Regions from separate parts of the Mus musculus genome. Here all the other regions are linked to region 3. A link is a contact called in public Hi-C and promoter capture Hi-C data. All regions are on one chromosome and are shown on one strand. The core of a region is the stretch at or near the end of the contact, and the rest is flanking DNA. Distances in the headings are between cores, read along the strand shown.

Evidence for each region. Promoter capture Hi-C pulls out the DNA fragments that hold promoters and counts their contacts. Hi-C and Micro-C count contacts between places; a contact is called where the count stands out from the background.
Region 1: a promoter capture Hi-C map of hippocampal neurons shows a contact between it and region 3, with 5 times the contacts expected there. The contact joins the enhancer-like site here to the promoter of 4933402D24Rik in region 3. A contact is called at or near these places in 4 of 39 promoter capture datasets (the 3T3-L1 cell line, hippocampal neurons and liver), 1 of 15 datasets of contacts at CTCF or cohesin (pro-B cells), 5 of 484 Hi-C or Micro-C datasets (brain, cerebral cortex, cortical neurons and 1 more) and 5 of 115 datasets of contacts at active chromatin or transcription factors (the NIH/3T3 cell line, cardiomyocytes, differentiating embryonic stem cells and 2 more).
Region 2: a contact with region 3 is called in a Hi-C map of cortical neurons. The contact joins the enhancer-like site here to the promoter of 4933402D24Rik in region 3. A contact is called at or near these places in 5 of 39 promoter capture datasets (the 3T3-L1 cell line, hematopoietic stem and progenitor cells, hippocampal neurons and 1 more), 6 of 484 Hi-C or Micro-C datasets (cortical neurons, cumulus cells, granulosa cells and 3 more), 5 of 115 datasets of contacts at active chromatin or transcription factors (astrocytes, differentiating embryonic stem cells, pancreatic cancer cells and 2 more) and 2 of 9 other capture datasets (adipose tissue and macrophages).

Annotation. Positions count from the first base shown.
Region 1 is chr1:63,992,953-63,996,909 of GRCm38.p6, reverse strand. No RefSeq gene overlaps it. Among named protein-coding and RNA genes, the nearest start is that of Gm13749, 30 kb to the right of the region's middle. RefSeq lists an enhancer at 338-3,616. Within about 2 kb of position 2,094, at least 114 of the 459 cell types and tissues checked have an H3K27ac peak or open chromatin away from gene starts, as enhancers often do. A contact at or near this core is called in brain, cerebral cortex, cortical neurons and 3 more, where this site is marked.
Region 2 is chr1:63,916,145-63,920,398 of GRCm38.p6, reverse strand. It overlaps the pseudogene Gm13754. Among named protein-coding and RNA genes, the nearest start is that of Gm13749, 46 kb to the left of the region's middle. Within about 2 kb of position 1,983, at least 9 of the 459 cell types and tissues checked have an H3K27ac peak or open chromatin away from gene starts, as enhancers often do. A contact at or near this core is called in cortical neurons, where this site is marked.
Region 3 is chr1:63,767,044-63,771,377 of GRCm38.p6, reverse strand. It overlaps 4933402D24Rik (RIKEN cDNA 4933402D24 gene), which reads left to right and starts at 2,111. Exons shown (of 3, transcript NM_001256158.1): 1 at 2,111-2,197; 2 at 2,836-2,993. The coding sequence starts at 2,173.

The sequences.
Region 1 (3,957 bases), core at 845-3,344, 230 kb before region 3:
ATACCTATTTAAATGTCCTGATCAGGTGTTTTAACTACATCCCTCTATATCCATGAGAACTCCACACACTAAAGACTACTTTCCCATTTAACTCACATTATTGTTTTGGGGTATTGTCTCTCTCTTCTCACCTCTTCCTCCTTTCTTTTCTCCTGCCCTTTTCCCAGATAGATTTGAACTTCCTTGAAAGTAAGGATATACTGATTTGCCTCACTTTTTTTTCATTAAGTTTCCCCAAATAGCTAATATACCAAGGGGCAGGTGGGAGGGGGTTCATATAATAAATGTTGACTCAAACTGAAATGTTTAGAGCTTAAGTTTGTTGAAGTAAGTTTGCCCACTTGCGGGATGTATTCTTGGTTGCTGTCCTGGTTGTCATATATAGTCAGTGTGTCCCAGGAAGCTGAATTTTAAAAGTACTTTTAGTCTTGGACATTGCCTTCTGTTCTACTGCCTTCGGCATATCAAATCTCGTCCCACGAAGTAGCTGTGAGGGTCCATTAGCAAAGGCAGCCCAGTTACAAGGATTTTTAAAGCAAGGGGTAAGTATGTACAGTCCAGGCAGGCTGGATGGGGCTCAAGCAATCATTAATTCCTCTAAGATGGTTCTGATGAGGCAGCTCATAGTAGCTGTGGACTCTGGGGAAAGTCCCGGTCCTCAGCTTTTGTGGATGGAGAAAGTTTATTTTGTTTGTTTTTGTTTGTTTTGATTTGATTTGATTTCCTCATTCCTCTTTTGGGTTAGGGAAGGAGTGTCTGGGAATCACTGGGGTGGAGGGTGGGGGAGGTGAGTGTAATTCTCAGCCTGCAGGGTCTGAGATCACAGCTCTGGCCAGGCACCCTCCAACCTGCTTAGATGAAGAGGGTTTTCACAGCAGTGGGCGGTGCCATAGATAGCGTGGTTGCTAAGGATGTCATTATCACTCTGATTGCAGGAACCGGTGAGTTAATTGGCATGACCTCATTCAGGCCCTCCGGGGCCTACCTGTTCACAAATTATACAGGAGACAAAAAGTTGATCTTTTTATAGTGTCAGGAGGCAGCACCTGTTAACATTTAACAGAAGGTTTGAGAGAAGCTGGGGTACACAGTATTTATCTACCTGTTATCTTCCTCTCACCCCGAATGGCTTCCTCCTCACTGAATAGTCTTGAGACTTATCTTTCTAAAGCTTCCTTCTTGGTTGTTTCCTTTGTTTCCTGTAGAGGAAGTGAGATTTTTTTCCTGGTGGGAAAATCAGCCATTAAACTGAGGAAGGCTTGAGGAAATGAACTGAAATGTCTTGAAGGAAGAAAAATAGCACTATGAAGATGAAAAGGAACCGGGGATAATGGAGATTGATCGCTCGATCTATCTATGGCCTCAAATAAAACTGATCGGATTTAGCACGTTAGGTTATAGTTAAAAAGCTTCGTTGTTTCGGTTGGGGTAATACAGTTTCAGATTTTCACGGGAAGCCATTTATTTATTTTTGCATTTGTGAGTCATTTAGTCATTCCCTTGTGAGTGAGAATACATTTATTTCCCTGCTCCCTGCTGTTAGGCGTTCTATTAATACCACACTAGTTGAAATAAATGGAGCAGGAGAAACTGTTTGGTGGTGAATTTGTTTTTCAAAAAAATTTTTTTTGAACTGCTATTTTGGTAAGTTGGCTTTCCAACCCCTCCTGTGGTTTAAAGAGTGGTAACTTCTCACCCTTTCGCTTCCCCGACTCATGGTAGTGTGTGTGTGTGTGTGTGTGTGTGTGTTCCCTGCTCCTGTTCCAATATTGACAGCATCAAGGCCGTGGGAAGCCTTACAACCCAAGATGCGCATGCAGGAGAACCAGCCTGTGCTAAAATACCCCACCAAGCAGCAGGACTGTCAGAAATTTCAAACAAACGGACAGTTTTCTGGAGCGCAAGTTCTCATGCCTCTCTTTTGAACTCTGCCCCAAAGGAAACTCCAGCTTAATAACCAGGGGTTGGTTCTCCAGGTTAGAGGGAAGCGGCAAGGGTCGTGTTTCCCAGAGTCCACATGGGAGATTTTCAAATCACAGCGACTGTGCTCAGACACAATGCCCTTTGCTCGCGAGCCATGGCAGCACAGCTGAGCAAGATATAATGTGCTTGTTGTTCTGGACGGCTAATTACCATCAGTAATTGTTTGGGGCACTGAACACAGTGTGGGATAAAGACAGTTTTTTATAATTTTTTTTCAGGGAGGAGGGTCGATTCCACTCTCAGTCTTGAACCACATCAGCCCATTAGGCTGATTTGCCAGGTTGCCTCTGAGGACAGGTTCAGAAAAGCCCGTGGTGGGCCCCAGAAAAGCCCGTGGTGGACCCCAGAAAAGCCCGTTGTGGACCCCAGAAAAGACCGTGAACCACACACTGTTTCTGTCTGGCGAAGGTCAGGCAAACCCTGGAATTACTCACAGGGCTTTCACATCCCTGACTGCTCTGATGAGGATGGGGGAGGGGACAAGAGGGAGTAGTAGAAAGTGTCCATCTCCGGCCAGGGGGAGGGGTAAGGGGCTGGACAAGAGCACTCTGTTCTATTTGCTCCTTTCCCAGAAACCTTGAGAAGTGACAAAGAAAGAAAGAAAAGGCAAGCGAGGGACACATGTTCTCTCTCTCTCTCCCTCGCCTTTCTTCCTCTCTCTCTTCACTGCTTGCAATGGAGAGTCAATAACAGCAAAGATAATTTATGTTTAGGCTTAAACACCAACCCCAGAAGGTAATGTAGGGAGTGAAGGCAGAATGAAGATGATCCTCTGCATATAAGTATTTGGCTTCCTTTAAGGTTTTAAATTATGTACATCCAAGCTTGTATAAAGTGACCTCACCTGAAATTGACAGACAAAGATGCCGAGGCTCAGAAAAACAGTGTGAGTTCTCCAAGATGCAGGGCACACACTCAGGGGTGCTGAGACTAAATCGGAGATCTCCCATCACATGGAAGCTGATGTGTTCCTGAGACCACATGGTGCTTGCTGTACAGATCAGGATAGCATGCTAGGAGAAGGGTTGCAGCCAGGAGCCTGTGTGGCCTCCGGTTGGCCTTTCATCTTGGCTAGGATGGTGAGCTTGCTGATTTCTTTCACTTGTTTTATGAAACCAATAAAGTCAAGTGAGGCAAATGCTTTCCTGGCAAATCTGGGTGTGTTCTAATTGGCTTGTAGACGGACTTCCCGGCATTGCTAGGGAGTAATCCACCCACCCTAACCCCCTGAAGCTTACCTGCGAGGCATAAACAGGAACAGGGGTTAAGGCCTAGCTTACTAAAGGCACTTTCTTGGGGTAGGGGGATGGGGACGTTTTTGCCATTCATTTTCTACCTACATCCTTAAAATTTTCATCAAAGTTCCTAGACCTCTCAGGGCAGGCTCCTTTACAGGTGAGCTGCTCACTCCACTGGGAGGCTGGTTCTAATGTCCCCTTGTCCCAGCCCCTCTCAAGATTGGTTAATGGAATTGAATCAAAGCTCCTGAAACTTCATTCGCAAGGCCACCATGACTGTGCTTTATGCCAGGGACAATGAGGGTAGTATTGACTGGCTACAACTCTCACAAGCAAATGTCACAAAGTAACGTTGGAAGGAGTGTGCTCCGTCTAACGCCAATGTGCTGTAGGAACCAAAATTAACTAAAAAAGGGGGAAGACACAATAGAAGAGTTTTATTTCTTATTGTGCAAGGATTGGTCTTTGACTTAGAGTCAAATCATAGCATGTGCAGGTTTTGAATCTTGACCAATTTATTTAACCTCTTTGCTGCCTTAGCTCTTTCACATTTATAAAGAAAGGATATGATGAATCCTAACTTGAAAATTTATTGTGAGGGCTCCGTCATGTTATTTGTACGGTACACATTTGCAAAGTATGAAATATAATTAGTACTTAGCTAATGTTAGCTGAACAGCCTTCTTTCCCACACTTATGTCTTTTCAGTTGTCTAGCCATATTGTGCATGCAATGG
Region 2 (4,254 bases), core at 734-3,233, 150 kb before region 3:
GCATGTCTTGCACACAGCCATCAGAATTAACCCTCATGTTTCACACAGTTGTGGTTTTAGGCCAGGCTTGTTTTGCGGGATTCTCTTAGCAGCCAAAGAGCCCTGGTTGGACATTCTCTGTGTCCTAACAGTTCATTTGACTTGATCCCTACCTAGTATAGCAATGTAGGGTATACAAAGCCTGGAAGAGGCATGTGTAGTGGTGGTGGGTCCTTAGGTCATTTAGATTCCTGTATCACAAGTAATATTGGTTCTACTGGAGTGACTATTCTTGAGAGCGAAATAGGGTAAGGTTTTAAGCCTGGCCCCTGCAGTTCCCTTTGGCTTCCTGATTGATGATGTCATTGCCATTCACCAGGAGATGACGTAGCTGAGGTGGATGGTCCTCACCAGAGGCTGACACATACTGTTTGGACTTTCAGCTTCCCACACTACGAGTTAGTTAAACCCCCTTTCTTTATATAGTTCACCTGCTTAGGATATTTCATTACAGTAACGAGAAGGAGACTAGTACACCAAAGCATCCATTGTTAATGTTATAAGATTAGTTAACACCCATGTATGCCCTTCCCAGAATATGCTTACTGAAGTTTCTAAGTCAAGCACATGATAATAATTTTGATTTAACTTAATAGACCTGAGTAGATGCTGATTTAATTATAAATCATATTTATCAGTCTTTGAAGGGATATTATACTGTGACCAATAAATCCATAACTTGGGTTCCACAAGAGGAAATGTAGTGAAAAAAACTAAGACATATTCAGGTAGCCAACGACATCTCTCAGGCCTCAAGACACCTGAATTTCTATGTAGTTGTTGAATTGCAGGAAATAACAGTTACTTGGAGAAAAAAAATTATTTTTAAAATTTGAGTCTGAATTGACATGCAGACTATGCAGAAAAGTTGTTAATACCATAGTAAATACTTAACAAAAGACAATTTCAATGACATAGGTAACATAAACACCTGTGATGCAGATAGCTTAAGTCTAAATAAAGCTATAAATAGCAGCACCTGGAAGAGGCAGGGGTATATTCACTTATTGACTAATCAGTGATAATGCAGCCAACCTTATCATTACCATAGTAGGAGGGGGGAGGAGGGGAGGAGGAGGAAGAGGAGGAGGGGGGGAGAAGGGGAAGAAGGGAGAGGGGAAGAGGAGGAGGAAGAGGAGGAGGAGAAGGAGGAGGAGGAGCTAAATGGCTACATCAAGGTCACATGGTCAGCGAATATCCAAGCCAGGTGTGCTCCTACATGGAAACAGGCTGCCTGCATTACTGTCTGCCACTGTGATAACAATCCTCTGACAAATGCAGTTTGAAGGATAAAGGACTAAGTTCAGCTCACAGTCTGAAAGTACATTCTATTGTGATGGAGAAGTACTGAAGGTTGGAACTTGGTATCTGGCTACATTGTGTCCAGAATCAGGAAGAAGAGGGTGATGAAAGTGTGCGCTTAGCTAGATCCTGTTCCCTGCAGTCTGGTACCCAAGTGTTCCTTTAAAGTGGAGCCTCCCACCTTAATAACCCAATCAAGACAGTCCCTCACAGGCATGCCCAGAGACAAACCTAATTTAAATAACCCCTTACAGGTGATGCAGCTCTTGTCAAATTGTCAACATTGACCATTACAGCAGATCCTCAGGGGTCCCCTGACATCATCTTCAAAGCCAGGGAGCCAACAGTTCTTTGAGGTTAACTTTTACAGAGGAAGGAAGGCTCAAATTCTTCCTGGCATTCTGAAAAAAAAAATTCTGGAAAAATGATACTCTATCCTCAAGTGTGGAGAGTACAAATTGGTAACGCCTATTTTCAAGGCAATTTGTCCATTTATCTACGACATTTAGATGTGTATCTCCTTGAACGTAGCCACTCTAGTTTTAGAAGTTTACACCTTAAAAAACCCGAGTGTGGTATCTGGTATCACACAGACTTACACACAAGAGCTATTTTTTCACTACCTACTTTTGGAAGCCACTGAGCATCTTCATCGCATTATAAATGCTTCTCTGCAAAAGGCTTTTCCCTCAGAGAGCTACTGCTGAGCCCACGAATCCAGCAAGAAAAAAAAAACCCTACATTTTCAGCCAAACACAACTCCTTGTGCCTCACACTCACACAACCATCAACCCTGTGCTTCTCAAACCTTCCTAAGGATAAGACAAAGCCATAGAAGTGTTAATTACGGTCCCAGTTCACAGGAGGCTCATGAGGCTGCCCCCTTCCCCCTTCTTTGTGCTATTAATTTGTCTTTTTATTTCACATTACCAGCTTCTGTAGCTTCCATGGTGGTGCTAATGGTGGAGGAGGTGTTCGGAAGCTCCTTCAACTTAGCAAGCCTTCACCTCACAGTCTGAGCCAATCTGCTTTGTGAGTATTAACATTAACAGTACGCCATCCCTGGTATATCCTAAAACAGGCTGTGACCACCAGCAACACCATCCTTCATACTGTGTGTCCTAACTCAGCTCCCCATGGGATGGTATCTGTCATGGGAATAGGTCTCTAGGCTCCTCTGTGGACTGACAAGCTCTTGTCTGTGCTGTGCTGGGGGATCTGGAATGGAAAGAAAGACATAAAATAGTGAAGGCATCAGGACATCCTGAAGAATAGAAGGATGATTTAACGGGTCACAAAAGGGATGGAGAGATGGCTATAAGGTTAGAAGTATTTAATTCTCTTGCAAAAGACCAGAATTCAGTTGCCAGCACTCATGTCAGATAGCTCAGAGTTTCCTTGTAACTCCACTGCTAGACAATGTGATACCCTCTTCTGGTTTCCCTGAGCACTTCACACACACACACACACACACACACACACACACACACAACACAGTTAAAATATAAATAAAATTTCAAAGGTCATAGAAGGCAGTGCACACAGGATTTGAAGTCCCAAAGCCAGTTTTGAAATAACTCTGTGGTTTACCTACTATGATACTGTGGGAAAGTATTTAGCCACTGGGAGATGTGATTTCTTTGTCTACAGAATGAAGGCAATCATGTCAGCCTAGCAGGGAGGCTAGAATAACTCAATAAGGCACTGTAGATAAAAGTGCGTGTAAGTTTGTAAAAGATGTAATAGCTAGGATTTATTGAGCTGAAACTTTTTACGAGACAGACACTATTCTACGTAATTTAAATCTCATTTACTCCCCTCTAAAATGTTGAGACAGAATTCTCTTTATCTCTATTTCAGAGATGAAGAAACCAGATCACAGGGAAAGTGTTATTAGAACTGAACCCTGGCAAGCTGCCTGAAGAGACTCTAATATTAACCACAACTGTAATCGCCTGGTGAGAACTAATCCCTGTGCGGCAGATGCAAACAATGACAACACATTGAGACATCATCACCCCGAGTCATGTAGGATTCATTCCTAGTGATGTATAGTCTATGGAATTTGACAGACAGTTGATGGTCCATATAAGCCAGTCTAGTATTAATTTTAGTGGCCTAACTGACCTCTGGGCTCTGCTCATCCGTTCTTCCATTTTCAAACCCATGGTAACAACCACCCAATCTGCGTAGTCCTACCTTTTCCAGAGTATTATATAGCTGTGGTCACACTGTACAGCCTTTTCAGGTTGGCGTCTTTCACTTATTAATAAATGTCTTGGGTTTTTTTTTCTATGATGAGCTATTGTGACCAAGGCAACTTTTAAAAGAAAACATTTAATTGGGCACCTACTTACAGTTTCAGAGGGCGAGTCCATGACCATTATGGAAGCAAGCAGGCAGGCATGGTGCTGAGCAGTAACTGAGAGCTTACATGTTTAGACAATAAGCATGAGGCAGGAAGTGAGCCAACTGGAGTGGTCTTTAATCGTTCTCAAACCGTTCCACCAACCAGGTCACATATATGAGACGCTGGGACCACTCTCATTCAAACCACCGCAATATGTTTACATTTCTCCCATGTCTTCTCACAGCTCGGCAGCTCTTTTTTCATTGCTGGGTAATATGCTGTTCTCTGGCTATGCCACAGCTCACCCATTCATATGCGGAAAGACACCTTGGTTATTTCCTATGTGGGCAGTTATAAATTAAACTGTCACAAGCACACGTGTGAATGATTTCGTGCAGACACGTTCCCAGTTCATGGGGGTGAGAACCAAAGAGTGCTATTGTTGAATCATATGATAAACGCATGTTTTGTTCCGTAAGAAATTGACAAACCACTTTCCAAAATTGGTCAAGACAGTTTTGCATGTCCACCAGCAACAAATAAGTTCTGGTTGCTCTGCCCCC
Region 3 (4,334 bases), core at 862-3,361:
GTCAGAGAGCCCAGCCCTTCCTTCTCTTTGGCTTCCTGTCTCACTATGTGAGTTTTCCCATTTACATGTCCTTTCCACGTGATAGCCACTGCCATGTTGCAATGTAGCCAGAGGTGCCACTCCAGGGCTGCCACTGTGTTGTTTAGGATTTCAGTTTTTAAAACTATGGCTAAATAAACCTGGTTTCTTTCTAAACTACCCATCCTTAGCTACTTTGTCACAATGCAAAACAAACTAATAAAAATGACTTGTCTACAGTGTCTCTCCCTCAGTGAAATACAGGCCTGGGGTATAGGGCACTGAAGCCAAAACTGCCTTTGTTTCAGACCTGGATGGTGCAACCTGTTAGACTCACTCCCCAGAAGCTGAGCAAAGAAAATTTAGGTTTTTTTTTTTCAAAAACGCTCCCTATGTAGACGACAAAAATAAAGCATTATTTTGGTCTAACAACTGGCTCTGATGGCTACTTCGCAAACATGGAAGGAGCAGGGTGAGACACAAAACTCAGCCTTGAAGCTTGGCTGAAAGCAGTTCCATTTAACAAGCTGGCCAGGCCCTTGGAGTCATGTTCAAAATGCTGTTTTTATTGTTTGTGCTTTTGCTTTTGTAATTAATTAATTGCCACTAATGCTTTTTTTGTTATTTTTTAATAATTAATTAGCAAGCACTGGGAGCAGGCAGCAACTTTTTCATAGATTGCATAAGCACGCAGAGATAAGAAATCGGCATCGTTGCTAGAGTGCGCATTCACGGATTACTGGGCTGCTCACACGAGAATTACACACTAATTCAACTACAATAAAAAATTACACTTGAAGAGCTTATTATATACTATTCCTTCCCCTTCTGAGGAATGTTTGAGCAGCAGCCTAGCACGGCTGCCATGGCAACTATAATGCAAAATTGGCAGTAACTTTATGAATTGCAAATTCCTCTAAGGGTGTTGGGGAATTTTTTTTTCTCCCTTCCATTTTTAACCATCTCATATGCATTATCCCAGCAATATGTTAAACAAGATTTGGGGGAACTCAGCAATTACTTGGAAACAGGCTGTGTTTTAGAGCCTCAAATTCCATTTTTCTAACGAAGGCACGTGTTCACAGGGAACCCCCAGTTTACCTGCTTTTAATGTTCCCTGTTTTTAACTGAGCTCTTAACATACTGATCACCCTCACCTTTTCTGAGGAGGGTCCAGGTATTCTAACAAATGGACTTGCTATATTCCTTCCCAACGTCTGCCCTAGCAGTTCTCTGAAAATGATGAAAGGGGACAGATAGTCTCAGTTTAAAACAAAAAGAAGAAAAACAATAATCTTACAACCGGCCTCCCCCCTCCAAGTAAATTCAGCTGTGATTCTACATTAAAACGGTCACTAAAAGAATGGTCAGTCCTTCTTGTTTTCCTCCCTCAATCCTATCACGCATGAAGAACATGACAACGGGAAGCAGGCAGCACCCAACATGGTTTGCCTGACTCGGGATTTAAACACTTGCAAAGGTAACCCAAACCATGCTGTTCTGCACGGCTAGTGGTCCTCCTCACTTAAGATGACTGGGATTGAGAGGGGAGTCACCCACCCACAGTATCATGTCACCTTCTACCTCTGATTTTTCTACCTCTGATATTTGCCTCGTTCATGTCACAAGTCTGTTGCAAAAATCACATGAGACAATGTGTTTGAATACTGCCATGTCTCATGAAAATATGACAACGCAGAATTCTGATTTTCAATTTTGATACAACTCTTAATAATTAAAAAAAAAAAGCATAAATGGCCTTTATTCTCTGAGTCTAGTACCAGGAAGAAAAGTGATAGTTTGCCAAAAAATAGTTCAGGTCTTGAGAAACCCTCTGAAATGAATGTAGGAACAAAAATATGAATGGAATCCTACTCTATGACAAAAGACATAAATGGTTGCCTCTCCAATTGGAGAGAACTGTCTGTTTGCAACGAGTGACACAGAAAATGACTTTGTGCAGCACATCTCTAAGAGAAGAGTCTTTCGGTGTCGTCTGTACAGGGCACACAGCAGCATTGTGAGAAGATGAGGAATCTGCTGATGCTCTCTGTTCTGTTCTGTTTCATAGCAACCCCCTATGGTCAGTAGAACACTAACTGTCTCCTACCATTAGACAATAGTCTTCAGAAAGGATGTGCCGCAGAACAGCTGATGGACATGAATTATTTTAGACGAGGTAACCAGAGGAATCCAAGAAGCCTTAAGAGACAGGCTCTTGCGTTGCCCTGAAGAATTTCTGGCCCTAGCTTCCTTCTTTCCTGTCTTCATTTAACCAACATTTACTGAAATTAGATTGTTTTCTGCCCCCAGAAAATAAAGGAAAGGAGCCCACAAGGTCTCATTCACAAAAACCTTTCCAACTGACTGGGAGCAGACTGCACAGCCCCCTCCTCACTCCAACAGGGTTATGAGACAGAAAAGACAAAGCACAGAGGGCAAAGGGGAGAATGGAGACGCATCCTGCAAAGTGGTCAATGAGTTGTGTGGTGCAGGAGCATCCTGCGTGATAAACAGATGGTAGGGACACCGCAGAGGAGAAAGCACTTAGAAAGTCCAGAGAGATGAAACCTGAATGCTGTTGAGGGGTCCGTAGATGGGGCACAAGAGGGTAAAGATAGAAGACCAAAGAACCTTTCCAAAGTGCATCCAGGTCCAATTTGACAGTCTGTGTATAGCAGAGAGGATGTATGTATATATATTAATAAGGAGAAAGGATGCTGTTATCAGACCCGGGTTTTAGGAAGGGCCCAGCAGGGATAGCAGATTCTTTCAAACAAGTCTAGTGGTCAGTCACATCATTCATGTGTCTCCTAGGACAGCCTGCTCTCTTCAGCACGGACCTGAAACCCAATTGCCCCCGCAGACTTGAGATGTTTGCTGCAGCTACAGAAAGGAAGTTAGAATCTGCTGTCCTCCACAACTTCCCGAAGAGCAAGGAAAACATTGGAAAACTGTCAGCCCGCTCTCAGAAGGTGAGCGCACAGATTGCAAAGCGTTTCCACCTCTCCAGCTTGGCAGTGATACAAAAATGCGGTCGGTTCCCTTCCCTCCAAGTAACTCACAGCAGATGCTGATGCCCTTAGCCTCTTCCCCAGCTACAGTTCCCAACATCATTTCCTTCCAGAGGTCAGGCATATGGAGCTCATTAAATTCTACACAGCAACATTCAAACCGTGTGAAACTTTTTGTTTGCAGTGCAATTTAATGTTGAGTTTGATTTAAGAGGAACTGCATATTCTTGGTCCTGGGATGGAAGCCTATTCATCCAGAAGTTTAAAGCCTGGTTTAGGATGATGGGTTGGAGAATTGCAGCTTATGTTGAGAATTTTTAAAGGTGGAAGCACGTCCTGTCTTAGAAATTATCTACTCCAGCTTCATCTTTCATAGAGTGGAAAAAACCAAGGTCTGGACCATTCACATGGTAGAGGTAGAGCCTACAAACTGGGTGTCCTCATCCTTGGCCCAACAGCACTGCTATCCTTGACTCCCCATAGATCAACATACAGAAAGAAAAGACAAACAACCTTTCTCATCCAAGGTAAAACTCACTTCAAAATGAAAATGGCCACCCATTTATAATGTGCTAGTTCTCTCATATTCTATTATAAAAATAAGAACATTAAGACTTTTTCTTGAAAACAACTGGCTTCTGATTGCTACAAGACTATAATATATATAATATGTGGAATGTAGTAGCTAGGAATTTAAATAACTTCCTCAGAGTTATGTGGCATAGTAAAGTGGGAGTCTTGGTGTCTTCACCTGTAAATGGGTAAGATGGTTCTCAGAGTTGGATGTTTTGTTTACTTAAACTTTAAGGGAAATGCTTAAAAATCAGTGGCTGTTGTATTTTGAAGGAGTGGGAGGGCTTCAGTCTGCTTAAACAGACTCATCAAATACTCTTCCAACTGCAGCCTAAAACCTCTGAACCCATGAGCAAAAATTAAACATTTGCTACTCTTGTACTCATTATCTCAGGTACTAGGTCATGAGGGAAAAGCTATCACACACACACACACAGAGCCTATGACTGAGTTTTATCAACTTCATTTACTAATATTAGCCCTCCAGTGCATCGAATCACTTGTTTAAAATGAAACCCAATTGTGAAACCACTTTCCCACCACTGAGGATTCTTACAGACTTGGTTTCTTGAAGAGAAGTGGAGATGCTTTCTATTTATTGGACCAGGCTCAGGAACCTTGGGGAAGTCACTTGCCATGGAACCAGAGCCTGCTCCCAGGATAAGAAGGTAAGAAACGAGGGTGTGGACGACTCTAGGTCAGACCCAGGGAAGGTAGAATTCTCTGGAA